Regions from separate parts of the Rattus norvegicus genome. Here all the other regions are linked to region 2. A link is a contact called in public Hi-C data. All regions are on one chromosome and are shown on one strand. The core of a region is the stretch at or near the end of the contact, and the rest is flanking DNA. Distances in the headings are between cores, read along the strand shown. Region 1 overlaps Akap7 (A-kinase anchoring protein 7). Region 2 overlaps Epb41l2 (erythrocyte membrane protein band 4.1-like 2). Region 3 overlaps Epb41l2 (erythrocyte membrane protein band 4.1-like 2).

What was found. Hi-C and Micro-C count contacts between places; a contact is called where the count stands out from the background.
Region 1: a contact with region 2 is called in a Hi-C map of Schwann cells, with 5 times the contacts expected there. The contact joins two enhancer-like sites. A contact is called at or near these places in 11 of 12 Hi-C or Micro-C datasets (the A7r5 cell line, the Rat2 cell line, Schwann cells and 7 more) and 1 of 1 datasets of contacts at active chromatin or transcription factors (oligodendrocytes).
Region 3: a contact with region 2 is called in a Hi-C map of Schwann cells, with 4 times the contacts expected there. The contact joins two enhancer-like sites. A contact is called at or near these places in 8 of 12 Hi-C or Micro-C datasets (the A7r5 cell line, the Rat2 cell line, Schwann cells and 4 more).

What each region holds. Positions count from the first base shown.
Region 1 is chr1:21,932,109-21,937,183 of GRCr8, forward strand. It overlaps Akap7 (A-kinase anchoring protein 7), which reads left to right. Exons shown (of 8, transcript NM_001001801.4): 4 at 2,191-2,327. Among named protein-coding and RNA genes, the nearest start is that of Akap7, 28 kb to the left of the region's middle. Within about 2 kb of position 1,798, at least 50 of the 93 cell types and tissues checked have an H3K27ac peak or open chromatin away from gene starts, as enhancers often do. A contact at or near this core is called in Schwann cells, where this site is marked.
Region 2 is chr1:21,716,781-21,721,410 of GRCr8, forward strand. It overlaps Epb41l2 (erythrocyte membrane protein band 4.1-like 2), which reads right to left. Exons shown (of 18, transcript NM_001400827.1): 11 at 4,521-4,630. Among named protein-coding and RNA genes, the nearest start is that of Smlr1, 62 kb to the left of the region's middle. Within about 2 kb of position 1,746, at least 37 of the 93 cell types and tissues checked have an H3K27ac peak or open chromatin away from gene starts, as enhancers often do. A contact at or near this core is called in Schwann cells, where this site is marked.
Region 3 is chr1:21,847,970-21,852,417 of GRCr8, forward strand. All of the region lies in intron 1 of Epb41l2 (erythrocyte membrane protein band 4.1-like 2), which reads right to left. Among named protein-coding and RNA genes, the nearest start is that of Epb41l2, 6.9 kb to the right of the region's middle. Within about 2 kb of position 3,037, at least 31 of the 93 cell types and tissues checked have an H3K27ac peak or open chromatin away from gene starts, as enhancers often do. A contact at or near this core is called in Schwann cells, where this site is marked.

The DNA of each region.
Region 1 (5,075 bases), core at 548-3,047, 220 kb after region 2:
GTTACTCCATAACTATAATTTTGCTACCGTTATGAACCATAATGTAACTACCTGATTTGCATATGTCTTAGGTGACCCCTGTGGAAGGGTCGTTCCACCCCAAAAGGGGTTGCGATTCACAGGTTGAGAGCCACTGTCTTAGAGGAAAATCTAAGTTTGAGTAAGGAGCAATTTGTGAACTGGGGACAGTAGATTTAAAGGAGGTTTAGCTTCCAGTTTCCTTGGGTTGTGGGCAGGTAAAGTAAAGAAGTGGAAGAAGGTGGGAGTAAAGTAAAGGAGTTGGTTGTACTTACGCAGTTGTCCTTCATGGTTTATCTCGTTGGAAGGCCCTAGTCATGTGATCACTATTTAGCTGGATATTTATGCTTGGCTGAGGTCAATTCATATTTCTGTCTAACGAAACCAACAAGGACTAGAAACGACTCCAGTCCAATTTTGCTGATTTCTTTTCTATTTGAGCCAGGCCGAGGCAATTTTTAATCTCCTTGGACAAGTTTTAAAAACATTATTTACGTGCACTGGTGTTTTGCTTGCACGTGTGTCTGTGTGAAGGTGTCAGAGTCCCTGGAACTTCAGTTACAAATGGTTGCGAGCTGCCATGTGGGTGCTGGGACATGAACCTGGGTCCTCTGGAGAAGAAACTAGTGCCTTTAACTGCTGAGCCACCTCTCCAGCTCCTTCCTTGGACAATTTAAGGCCCGATTGTTTTCACTTTACCAGGGTTCATGGAGATAGGGGTAGGATATAGAGGTAGGAAACAGTCTTACTGAGTGAGATGGGCTTAATTCCGACACAGAAATACAGTGGGACTTTGTAACAAGGACTTTGTGGTAAGGTTAATGGGTAGATCATTGCTAAGAGGAAACACAAGGCTTTGGTAGAACCACAGTTGAAGGCAGACCATAGGGAAGGAGGTCAGGATACCAGGGATGGGAGATTTTCCCCAAAGCGACTCCACAAACTTCTTACTCAGAGTGGGTTCTACAAGGACCAGGAGGAGAACCCATGGGTCCAATTAAGCATCGGACTTGGAGGCTGGTTCAACGAGAAAGTCTAGGACCCAGGACAGTGTCTTCTGACTTGTTCAGTGCATTCCATGGGTGGATAATGTGGCCATTGTTCAGGATAACACAGACACTCCACAATCAGAGCAGCTTGCTAAACTCATGACCCTCTCCCCTCATCCCTGCCTTTTCTGTTTTGTTTCCCTGGGTGCCGCTTCTATTGCCAGCACGGCGTTTCCTTTTCTCTCGGTAATTCTGTTTTCCCAAGGCTTTGATGAACTCTCTGCGGCCTTTCTTGGGGCTTGCTGTTTTATTTCAGATTACTCTCCACTGCACTGCCTTTTGCAGGTTGACTAGACTCTGTGGCTCTAACAGGGAATGGAGGAGGGAGATACACCGTCCCTCTTCCCGTTCCATAAGAGCAGGTACTGAGAGGGAAGACAGAGCAGCCTGACCTGTGGGCTCTCCCCTGAATGCATACCTCAGACTTTGAATGCCTTCAGCTCTGTCTCCATGGTTATGCCCCACCTCTCACAAGTTAGGAAAACATGGCAGCCAACAATCGGTTCTTATTGGAATTCCTCTTATCCTAGAGAACCTTACAGGCAGCAAGGAATAGACCCAACACACTCACTGCGGAACAAATAAATATTACTTCTAACAGAAATGGAATGTTGTCTGCTGATTTGACCTTTCGTGGAAGAATGAAGCTTTTCTCTTAGGAATGCTCATAATTAGTGAGTCAGATCCATATTACAAGGACACATTTCTAAAAGAATGTGTGGCCACAGGGAGTTTTCCCACTCAGTGACTCAGTCTGCAAAGAAAGTACTGTGCTCAATGCTTGCAAGACGGACACACATTTCTGCTTCTCTATGCTTATATATCACACCAAGCAGCCAAGTTAACTGTGTAGCAAGTGTGGCCACAGCTAGACAATTGCGTGTTTATTTAGTTGCAGAGTCTCGACCCCACTTTAGTTTTGGTAGTTTGACGCTTATTTTTCTTACCGACTTAAATTTGTTTCCTTAAAAATTTCTCTTGTCGGGGCTGGGGATTTAGCTCAGTGGTAGAGCGCTTACTTAGCAAGTGCAAGGCCCTGGGTTCGGTCCCCAGCTCTGAAAAAAAGAAAAGAAAAAAAAATTTCTCTTGTCCTTTTTTTTTTTTTGTGTGTGTGTGTGATTAGATTACAGCTGGAATTAAAGTCTTGCAAAATTCGATACTGAGACAGGATAATCGATTGACCAAAGCCATGGTCGGCGACGGCTCCTTTCACATCACCTTGCTAGTGATGCAGCTATTAAACGAAGATGAAGTAAACATGTGAGTATCGTCTTTCCTGTATAACTTCCCACGTTATTACTCCACTGTGAGCAAGCATGGCCAGCCCAAGGAGGCATGGGGATGTAATGAAGTAGTCTTTAATCCCGATTGTCATGACTGCTAGTCAATGCAGACAGGGTTCTTTATTTTATATAATGTAGACTAGCCTCAAACTTGGGGCATTCATCAAGTATGGCCTTGGACCTCTGATCTTCTGGCCTCAGTTGAATGACTTCTGAGGCTAAGACATTCCACTACACTCTGGTCCGATACCATTGTTACCTTGTTACACAGATTTAGTGCCTATGTTAATTAACTAGAACACTCTGCTGTCTGATGCTAGAGCCTAAATAGAGACTCCAGGTGAAGATTCAGGAACTCTGGCAGAGCCTGGCTTGCACTTGCTGTTCCCGTAAGCAGTGTCGGTACGAGCGAGAGCCCTTAGCGTGTGGCCAGCAGGCTCTCGCTCCCAGTGTCTGTCATCACGGCTGTTATTTTTCTGGGGTGGGGTAGACAGGTCTGGTTCAGTTTGCCCCAGTCATTCTCAGGGCCAGGCTGTTCCATCCCAGGTCTCCTGTGTCACATTGCATAAAGGTTGACTATAAGTCACTAATTATTGGAGTGGAGAATTCCTTGCTGTCTTCTGTGGTGTTCGATGTCTTAAGTTCAAGCTTGGACTCTTTGGAAAACCAAAGCCAGGATGAACAGAAGATTATTCCCACTTCTGCCTGGGCCCATATGGCTCCCAGGGGAATGAAGAAAAGGCTGGAGTTGGTGTCTTAGTTAGGGTTTTACTGCTGTGAACAGACACAGTGACCAATGCAAGTCTTATAAAAGACAACATTTAATTGGGGCTGGCTTACAGGTTCAGAGATTCAGTCCATCATCAAGGTGAGAACATGGCAGCATCCAGGCAGGCATGGTGCAGGAGGAGCTGAGAGTTCTACATCTTCATCTGAAGGCTGCTAGTGGAAGACTGATTTCCAGGCAGCTAGGATGAGGGTCTTAAAGCCCGCACCCACAGTGACATACCTACTTCAGCAAGGCCACACCTCCTATAGTGCCACTCCCTGGACCAAGCATATACAAACCATCACATTCTACTCCCTGGCCCCCATAGGCTTGTTCAAACACATGAGCCTCTGGGGGCCATACTTTCCCATAAGAAAAAATACATGTAATCCAACTTAAACCCCTCCCCCCACAGTCTATAGCAGTCTCAACACTGTTAAAAGTCCAAAGTTCAAAATCTCTTCTGACATTCATCCAATCACTTAACTATAACACCCAAAGCAAGACGGGGAACCAGCTGGGCAAACTCCAAACTCTGCATCTCCATGTCTGATGTCAAAGCGTCTTCAGATTCCAGCTCCTTTTTCGTCTTTGTTGACTGCAACAAACTTCGTTCTCCTGGGCTGGTTCCACTCCGTTAGCAGCTTTCCTCAGCAGATAGCCCATGGCTCTGGCATCTTGAACATCTTGGGGGTCTCCTAGGCAACTTCAATGTTACAGCTTCTTGTTTCAATATCTGGGATCCACACGTGATCTTCTGGGCTCCTCATAAGGGCTGGCGTCACTTCTTCAGCTCTGCCCTCTGTGGTACTAGAGGCTCCAGTTGATCCAGTTCATTGTAGGTATGTGAGTGCTCTGTGATCATGGGCGTTGCCTCACAGAATTCACTGAAGGACAGCATTGGATTATGAGTGTCTCTGTGTCCCATGGCCATGAATGCAATTAGAGACACCTGACTTCAGAGGTAAATGTGGAGGAGCAGGGAGAAATGCTAACATCTAAAGCAGTTCTAAGCATCATGTTGTCTCTACAGCATGGCTGCCGTGCATGCATGGCTGACGTGCGTGAATGGGCTCCTTCAGAGCTTGGGTGTGAAGATTAATTTAGCAGTACGAAAACACTACAAAAACTCATATTTTACATATTTATCTGGTGAACACGATGATCCAACGACAGGATTGTTAGAAGAGAGTTTGGAAATCCTCTCTAAACCGCTGCCCGTGTTCATTTCTTTTTTAAGTAATTGCTGCCCTCTAGTGAGAGTTTAATTTTTTCTCATGATAAGGTGCAGCCATCTTTCCAAGATGAAAGTGATTGACCCTAAGTTTCAGACCGTGCAAAATTTGATAGTATCTGACTGGAAGTGTGAAGAACAATGGAGACTTGAAACACTAAGTGGCCATAAGTTGAACATGGGCTAAACCTCTCTAACAAGCACTTAGCTTGTTAAACAGTTAAACTTACACTTTATTTGAATCCAGTTATGAAAAAAAAATCGTATCATAAAGAGTGTTGTATTTTGAGATGGAATGCCCATTTAAGTTTTAGTGGAATGCATTGCAAACAATAGTAGGTCCTTGTTTTTCTTTCTTTCTTTCTTTTTTTTTTTTATTAATTTAGGACTTGGGCTGAAGTTGGTAGAGTGCTTGTCTGCTCTGTCAGACACAGCCTGGGTTTGATACTGGGCACGGTACGCGCCTGTCATCTGGGAAGTGGTAGAAGGGTGGCCACAAGTTCAGAGCCATCCTTCGATACAGGAGAACCTGCCTCAAACCCCACTCCTGGAAGCAAAAACAAACAGATGTTTAGAACACTCCTCACAACCTGACAAAGTTCTTGTGCGTGGTAGGTTGGTTTGGGATATATCATTAGTTAAAAAAAAAATTAGTAAAAATGTAGTTGTAGTTTTCTGTCCCCTGGAGGTACTGGAGATTGAGTCTAGGTAGGACTTCATGC
Region 2 (4,630 bases), core at 496-2,995:
TATATCAATATGTAATATAAACTCGTTTTTAAACTAATCCAAAACTCTAATATTCTGGGTTTTTAAAAATTAATCCATTCGGCAAATCAGATTTTTGAGCATGTGGCTCACCCAGAAATGGTCCAGTAGGAGGAGCTCTTGGCCCGACTGCAGAATTACAATGTAACTAATACACTGGGATATCTCATCAGTCCTAAATCTACCTTTAAAAAAATAATTATCAAAATAATTTTTTCAAGGGATTTTAAGAAATCCCCTACAAATTAACTTATTTGCATACTAAAAGATAGTAGATTTAAGAAATAACCTATCTTATGTTTTTCATTTTTCTGACACTTCTGAACTTCTCAACCTCAGTCAGTGTCCAGGACCCCAGCTGCTGCCCCAAAATGGCCCTGTGCCCTGCCTTCTCTCACTGTGAGGCAGAACCTACTGTGTGCTGCTCTCCCCTCTCTCACTGTGAGGCGGAACCTACTGTGTGCTGCTCTCCCCTCTCTCACAGTGAGGCGGAACCTACTTTGTGCTGCTCTCCTCTCTCTTACGTTGAGGCGGAACCTACTGTGTGCTGCTCTCCTCTCTCTCACAGTGAGGCGGAACCTACTGTGCTAATGTTTTTGTCATAAAGATGGATCACCTTAAGAGTCAGCAAGCCAAATGACAAGTCTTTCCACCAGAGGTTCTTCCTGAACGATGGAATTCCCCCCAGGTCTTTTCCTCTTTATAAAATGCTTTACACACACCCTGTGATTTGCTTTTCTTCCATGCACCAAGAGAAATTCCAGTAAACATAAAATCCCACAGAGCTTGAAGGTGTTTGGAGGGTGGTATAGTAAGCCATTACAGTTCACGGAGGTATCCTATCCCTTCAATCTTTGTTCTACAAGGTAATCCCTCGCCTGCCCTCTGACAACGATGTGCTCCTTCCCTAGCCCTGATTTATCATCAAATGATAATTCTACTTAAATCCATCTGCTTTAGACAGGAACTTCAAATTCTAGAACATGATCCCTTGCATATATTTTTAAGCATGGTGTGTGTGTGTGTGTTTAACCTCTATTTCTACACCATTTCAGTCTTTAAAATTTTTCCAATCTATAATAAACGTACTTTCCAAAACCCACACAAATTGTTAGAATATTAAAATGAGCTCACATCTTACATTATACCTACTTATTTCCTGGAGCTGGTTTTTGTTTGTTTTTTGCTAAGATTTTACTAATTTTCCAGTGTAGAAGCATATAATTATACATACCCCTTTGACTTATTTACAATTTTAAGCACTCACTGCAATCACAAATTATTACAAAATGAAAAATTCTCACCTAAAGGTAGTTTCAGCTATGCTGATACTGAAATGAGTTAATATAAAATTAAAAATTACAAAGCCGAGTTGACAAAATGTTGCTAGCACACGTTTAAACACTCTCCCATTCTAATGTGCTGTAAGCAAGTGATCTGCTCCAACCCAAGGTGAAGACACAGCAGCTACTGTCATGTGACCACTGCAAGTCAGTCTGTGGGCTTCCTGACTCAGTCCCCTCTCCCCATTCTCCTGGGACCAGTGGATTCTTCAAAGCTAGCACTGCTGTCTACACGCTAACACCAACACACTGAGGATTCCCTCAAAGGCCGCCTCAGAGTGGACCCAGCAAGCCTAGCAGCAGCAGGCTCTCCTACAAGGCCTAAGTGTGCTGTCTTTTCTCTGCACCTCCCCCTGCCTGAGATGACCTACGTTCTCCTCTCATGTCATGGCTGCCTCCCTTCCATCCTTTCAGGCCCCTGAGGGAGGCTTCCCTTCCCTGACGACCCTGCTTAAGCAGCCCAGCATCCCTGGCCCTGCTTCCCCACTTCCTAAGCATAGAGGAGGCTCCTGCTTTACCATGGCTACTCTCTCTGGGTGATCTTCACTCTTAAGTCTTCTATGTACCTTAAACGCTGCCTTTTATGCAATCACTAAGTTATTTTCCTAAACTTTAAAAGGCAGGTTATTTACCTCTCTATCCTGTTCTAACCTTCAACACAACACACATCGCAACACTAATGGAATGCTGATAAAAAGGGCTCAAGAAGCAGCTCTGGCCTGGGTCAGAGCAGCTGTGCTTTGCCGGGAAACACGTGCCCCAGCCAGAATCCACTTGCCATTCTAGCTTGAAGTCGCCTACGGCTCACAGTAACACAATCATCCTTTTGATGACCTACCCGTCTGATGGATCAGTGTCCAAACACAAAGGGGACATAAAGGATTGGTGCCACGCCTGTTGCTTTTCCTTGGCAAAACTGTTTCCCTCTGTGTTAACTGCTCAATCAAGATACAGTGTTTCCTAAACAAATGCACGGACCACAAAGATGCCCTGGCTGACTGGTCTTCATTAGCCCTAATACAACATGAGAACTCCACAGCCTCCTTTCTTAGAACAAAAGCTGGCAACAGTCCCCAGAAGGCTCCTTGTGGGGCAGAAACAACGGCAACTGCGTCTTTTTGAGAGTTGCCTACTCAGATTGGCACATTTCTCAGATCTACTTACGAACACACTTAGCTGTTGGCTGACGCTGCCAATTCCCTACATTGAAAGTCTTATCTGGAAATAGAGACATTCATTTGCTTGAAGCATGAATTTTTCTGGGGGTTCTTTAAAACTCTACGGAAGACTCTCCCAAGTTAACTGTTGTTGTAAAATTATAAAAAAAAAAAAATGCTGTCTTTTACCCTACACTAGATCTGGCACCACAGTGCCCCAAGATATCTGATAAATATCTTCATCTCAGTCAGCAAAGCCTCTCACCCGCTTTGCTCTATTCCATATCACACTTCTGATGGCCTCTCTCTGAGTCTGGCAACAATCTCTCTACCCATCTAGTTCCCAAGGCAGGTTATCACCATGCCAGACATATATATCCCAATTCCTAGTGTCAGCTGCCACACTCTCTTAGACTTAAATCGCCACATGAAAGAACACACAACACAATAACCTCTGATCCAACTGATAAGATATAATTGCCCATCTAGACATACAAAACCCTGTACACGTCTATCCCTTAAGAATATTCCTAACAATCTGTAAAAGTACAGAGTGGAATCTTAACATCAACCTCCATGTTCTCTCAGCGGCTTCTCTGCCTTTCCATTCCAGTCTCCTCCTCTTCTGTCAAACTTTTCTCCCACCCATCCTTCCTTCTCGTCCAATGATAGGCCTCGTTCTATCTTGTACCTGCCTCACCTGTATGACATCATCCTACAGTTACCAATCACATATATCAAGATACCCACAAGCAAAGCCCAGGAACTAACTGTGCACCTGCACCTATTCAATGATGACTTCTACCAGGAAAACAGAGCAAGGCTAGTCTGTGTGAGTCCTCTATTAATGAAAGACTAGTAGTCTAGGAATCATCTGGTTTACCCAATTATTTAACATCTTGCCATTCAAGTTTACATTTTCATATTTGTGTAGCTATATACAAATTTGTACAGGAACAACAATCATAATGGGATTTTTGTTAATAATGCAATTTCAAATTCTAACTTGTCAAACTACTTAACATTAATATTCAGTATAATGAAAAAGGTTGAAAAACTACTTCTTGTCACTAAAAACTACCATTTTGCTCTATAACAAGAAAAGTACTTTAATAAAAGCATTACCACCATCTTTTGTACAAGAAGCATATGAATTCCTAGTTTACTAATAAGCAATATGGCAAACGCAAGAAAGAAACATCCCCTGACTTCCACGCAACTCTAAGAGAAACCATTAATGTCTACACTCTCGCCCCAGACACATGCTGAGTACGGATTTCTTGTGTTATGGTTATTTAAGGCCATATTTAAAGTTAATACTTTTGAAACCTAGAATGGTTTTTATTTCGTGAGTTTGGTAAACTTCTGAAAGCACACCTTCAAATCTGAGTAGGAGAACTGTTTTATAATTATGGGAAATTCATGTGCAAACATTCCCCCAAACCCCCTCAGACTGATGTGAGCGATTAACAAATATAAGAAATTGAGTCACCTTAGAGATCATAATCAAATAAAACCAAGAGACACACATTCATCCAATAGCTTAGAACCACAAAAATACATGTTACTTATACATGCTGCCAACAACATACATAAACAACAACAATAACAAACATGTGTGTTCAGAGTGACAACCTGAACACCAAGTTGTTTTATTTGAGAACATCAACACTTTACTGTCTATCCCTTGAGACCAGTGGTCCTCAACCCTATGGGTTGTGACCTCTGTGGGGTCCCATATCAGATACCCTACATGACAGATATTACAGTCCATAACAGAAGCAAATCAGTGATGCAGTAGCATCAAACTGGTTTTATATCAAACTGGTTTTATAGTGGCGGTTACCACAACAGAAGAAACTGTATTAAATGGTGTCAGCATCAGGAAGGTTGAGGACCACTGCCCTAAAGGGTGTCTGGTGGTCTTATTAACTAGATCACTGTTTTCTGACCCCACTGGACTAGAAAAGATGAGTAGAATCCAAAATTATAAATGTGTTACCTCCATCTAGGCTCCTCGAGACGCGCTTACTAGAGGCGCGCTCAAACTGTGGCGCCGGCCTGTCTATGAGGGTGCTTGCTTCTCGTGTCTGCGCCTGCGTGCGGCCACTG
Region 3 (4,448 bases), core at 1,787-4,286, 130 kb after region 2:
AAACGAAGGTAAAATCAAAATTGAATAAAAGGTATTAAATAAAAGCCTATACCTATGGAACAATCTCACAGAAATAGGAAAGAGGGGGAACGAACGGGGCCATTTTCCTAGATCTAATTACAGATCAAAGGGAACAGGAATACGTTACCTACACCACAGGGATGAGAAAACAAAACCCACACTGTGCTTAGCACACATGACAATCAATTATGCTTCTTCAACAAAATACACTGAAAGAAATAATAAGAAATAGATAACTAAAGGCCATAAAGACAAAGTGTATGTACCAATCTTAACCGATCTTCATACAAAATTTGACCTTGAAGGACTAGAAAGATTAATGTCTCAGAGCACTTGCTACTCATGCAGAGGTTCCATTCCCAGTACCCAGAGTGGGCCACTAGTGTCTGTAACTCGAGTTCAGGGGATCCAACACCCTCTTCTGGCCTCCACAAGGACCAGAACACATGAGGTACAGACATACGTGCAGGTGAAACATTCATACACATAAAACAAATGTTTTAAAAATGACACTGATTAAGTTGACACTTAGCTGGTTGGGAATGGTGGGGATACACCTCTAATCTCGAAGCTGACTCAGGAAGCAGATGATCACAAATTCAAGGCCAACTTGGGCTACATAAAAGAATGTGAGGCCAGACTGAACTGAAAAAAGAAATTTGAAGCCTGTAAGGGCTACACAGTGAGCCTCTGTCGCAAAGCCTCCCACTTAAAGAACTGGCACTTAAGAACACCAGAGACCATGGGGCTGAAGAGATGGCTTGGCAGTTGGGAGAATTTACTGCTCTTACACAGCACCTCAGTTTGGATCACAGAGACTAAATGAGGCGGCACACGATCACCTGTACCTCCAAGCTCCAGGGGACTTTCACAATGTCTTCTGGCCTCCAAAGACACCCACAAGCACTGTGAACACACTAGCAGGCAGGCACACACACAAACGTGCACTTAAATACAAACCGATTTTGAAAAGAAAAAAATTAGGAATCAAGACTTTAAAGCGGACAGACAACTTGGTAGCTTTAAGAAACGTCCAGTGAAGTGATGGTATTGCAATTAACGTTATAAAAGTGTACTGTCATCCAAAACTGAAAATGAAATGAGAATCACAACTAAAACAGCACTTTAGTTTTTCCAGGGCTGCAACGGAAGCTCCATAGGTAGAGTTCATGGGGTCCTAAGCTTGACTCCAGCACCACATAAATCAGGGCTGGTGGCTTGTGAAGCCCTGGATTCTCGATGCTTGAAAGGCGGAAGCAGGAGGAGGAACAGAGGCTCATGCTCATCCTAGTCTACGTGGCGAGCCTGGGATACGTGAGACCTCCTCTCAAAAGGAGTTGGCTTTGAAAATGTAGAAGATACAGAGAATGGGACTTAACCCCATATCAAGCTGCTGCCTCAAAATCTGAACTCTGGCTGCTCCGGTCTTTGACCATGACACCTGGTAATGATCAAAACTACCAAGTAACCAGATAATTAGTTCACTGTGTCCAGAGATGCAAGCGGTGGTCAGGCTTGTTCTGTGAGCGTTTCTACATGGTATACATACTACCTTCTCTAGCCTTCGTAAGTCATGTGACCCCTGTTCTTTCTCAGCATTCGAAAGGTAAAGCAGCACTGCTTCCCCACATAAGCCTCCGCCTCCTCTCTTCTCTCCCAAACACTGCATTTCCTGAGACCACACAGCAAACTGCTGTACAGACTGCTTCACAGCCGGAACCGAGGGGCTGGTGCAACACGAAACAGAAAGGATGAACTGAAAAGCATCACTTTAAAACGCCAGCTAACATCTAAATCAGGCACGGTGGTGGGCTACTGAAGTCTGAAACCAAGCTTTAGAGGATGAAGCAAACTGCTTACCAGTGAGTGAGGAAGTCTAGAACCAAACCGTACAGTTCCATACGTCATTACTGAGGGCTTACTGCACAGTGGACGTGGATCAACCATGACCCTGATGGCGACCCAAAAGCCCCTTCATAGAGGGAAAGGCCCAACGGGAAGGAAAGTCCTACCGTAAGCCACACTACTCACTGTAAGGTCGTATAGCCTCATCTGCTGTCACCTTCACCTGCTGTTAAATAAGTGGAGAATAAATCTAACAGTTGGCTCACACGATGCAACTGAAGCAGTCTAGAGAAGAGTTTCTTAGCCTGTGGGTGGAGAGCCCCAGAGCCTGAACGTCAGATATTTACATTACGATGCATAACAATAGCATAATTACAGTTAGGAAGTAGCAACAAGATAATTTTGTGGCTGGGGGTCACCACAGCATGAGGAGCTGTGTTAAGGGGTCGCAACGTTAGGAAGGTTGGGAACTGCTCTAGAGATAACATGAAAGGGAAATGGGGAGCTGAGACTGAGGCGTTATCAAAAAGCATGCAAGCTCTGTCTGGCTGACGGCCCTTCCGGTCGAGGCGAATGGAACCAGAAGTACCGCAATCCTCCAAGCTTCCCACCCAAATAAAAGTATTTATATTAGAATTCTGGTTTCATAATACTGGCAGATAGTTTAAAATTAAACACTACACTGGGGGAATATATGTCTGCAGGATTACTTCACACATAATACAAGGTACTGGATCTAATAAAGGTTACGTTTTAGTGGTCATTTGCCAGAGTTTAAACAACCAGTAAAACACCCACTTACTATGAGCCTTATTTCAGCAACCTTGCTTCAAGCTACAGAGAAAAGAAGTTGTTAGACAGCATGTGCACACTTCGCTCTCAGGATCTGTTACCGCTAGCAACACCACAGAGAGACTACACTCTCCCCAGACTGTTCGAACCAGATCCCAAGGGCTTCAACACATACATGGATGGCACTTTGTGCATTGTTTTAAAAAAAAGGGCGGGGAAGCAAGATTAAGTTGATAGTTTCGAAAAAGTTTAAAAATATAAAGATACTGTACTAAAAATAGTTTTTAAAAGGCATTCAAAGCACAAAGAATCCCAGCCCCATATCAGACTCTGCTTCCACACAGATAACTGGTTCCTGACTGCAGAAAATGTGCTTACCACAAGCCACACACTAGCTCTTTTCATAGTCGAACAAACAACGCTCACAGACGCCAGGCACTACGTGAAGCATTTTAGAACCACTGGCTCATTTAATTCTCATATCACTTTATGAAATAAGTATGATTTTCTCTCTCTCTCTCTCTCTCTCTCTCTCTCTCTCTCTCTCTCACACACACACACACACACACACACACACACACCATTAAAGAAATGGCTTTGTAAAATATTTTGCCCAAGGTCCCTGGCAGAATGACAGCCTAGCCAACACCAACCAGCACGGACATGTTAGTGGCCTTCTCTAATACAGCTCTGCCCAAGAACCGTCTAAGGAAACAAAAGCAGTCCGCTAAGCTCACAGGTAACAGTGCAGGTGGCTAAGGTTGTCTATCAGAATTGAGTTTCGCCTGGACAACAGCACAAGGGGATCCACTGAAGAACCCAACGGAAAGGAACTAAGAACAGCCAGGCAGGGGAGGAGAGACAGCAGTGCCGACGTACAACCATACCACAGAAAGAGAAGGGGGCAGCGTCTCTGAAGACTTGGGACTTCCTAATCCCCAACATTTAAGAACTAGGTCTGGGATGCAGTCCAGCTATACAGTGTGTGTGGCCCAGGGTCAATCCCCAGCTCCACATAAATAGGATGTTCCAGGTCCTCCTCAGCCACACACCACGTTCGAGGTCAACCTTGTCTACACAAACACTTGGCTCACACAACACTAACTATTACTTAAGATTAAGTGCTGAATTCGATCTGCAATTCGAAACTTCTTCTGATCCCAAGTAATCTCATACTCCTCTTTTGTCTTCCTCGGTGCTGCCCTTACTACATCTTTCTTCACTCACTCAGACAGGACTCAAACACAGAAGGGCTCTTCTTACCACAGCCCAGGCACGCCCCAAGCAACATTCTCACTAAGCTCTCGAACCTCAGGCCAAGAGTGTAAATTAAATTGTCTAAGCACACTTCTGACCAAGTCTCCCCAGAATAGAGGCTGTAGGTGAGTGCGTGTGAATATTCTTAAAAAGTAACCTCTCTGGATAATGGGGAGAAAAAACAAAGAACAGTAGCAAACAAAACGACATCTGAACACCTTCAGACTGATGAGACACAGACACATGCTGTAGAAGATGGTGATACAACAATGAGTGAGCTCGGCAAGGCTGTAAGACCCTGATGGGGTCCCCTCCAAAGCTCACCCAGAGGCCCAGAATTCTGACTTAAAGAGCATACCTGGATGACAGATGAGCCTATATGCCATTTTTTAGTTCATCTTAGAGGGCACTAAATAAAAACGTGCTAAAATGGGGGGGTGGGAGGGAGGGTCAGTTATCTGAATGAAGCATTTTAGCAACACTGAACTTATGAAATTAACTCAAAGCTCATTTGAGGGGAAAAAAACAGAAGA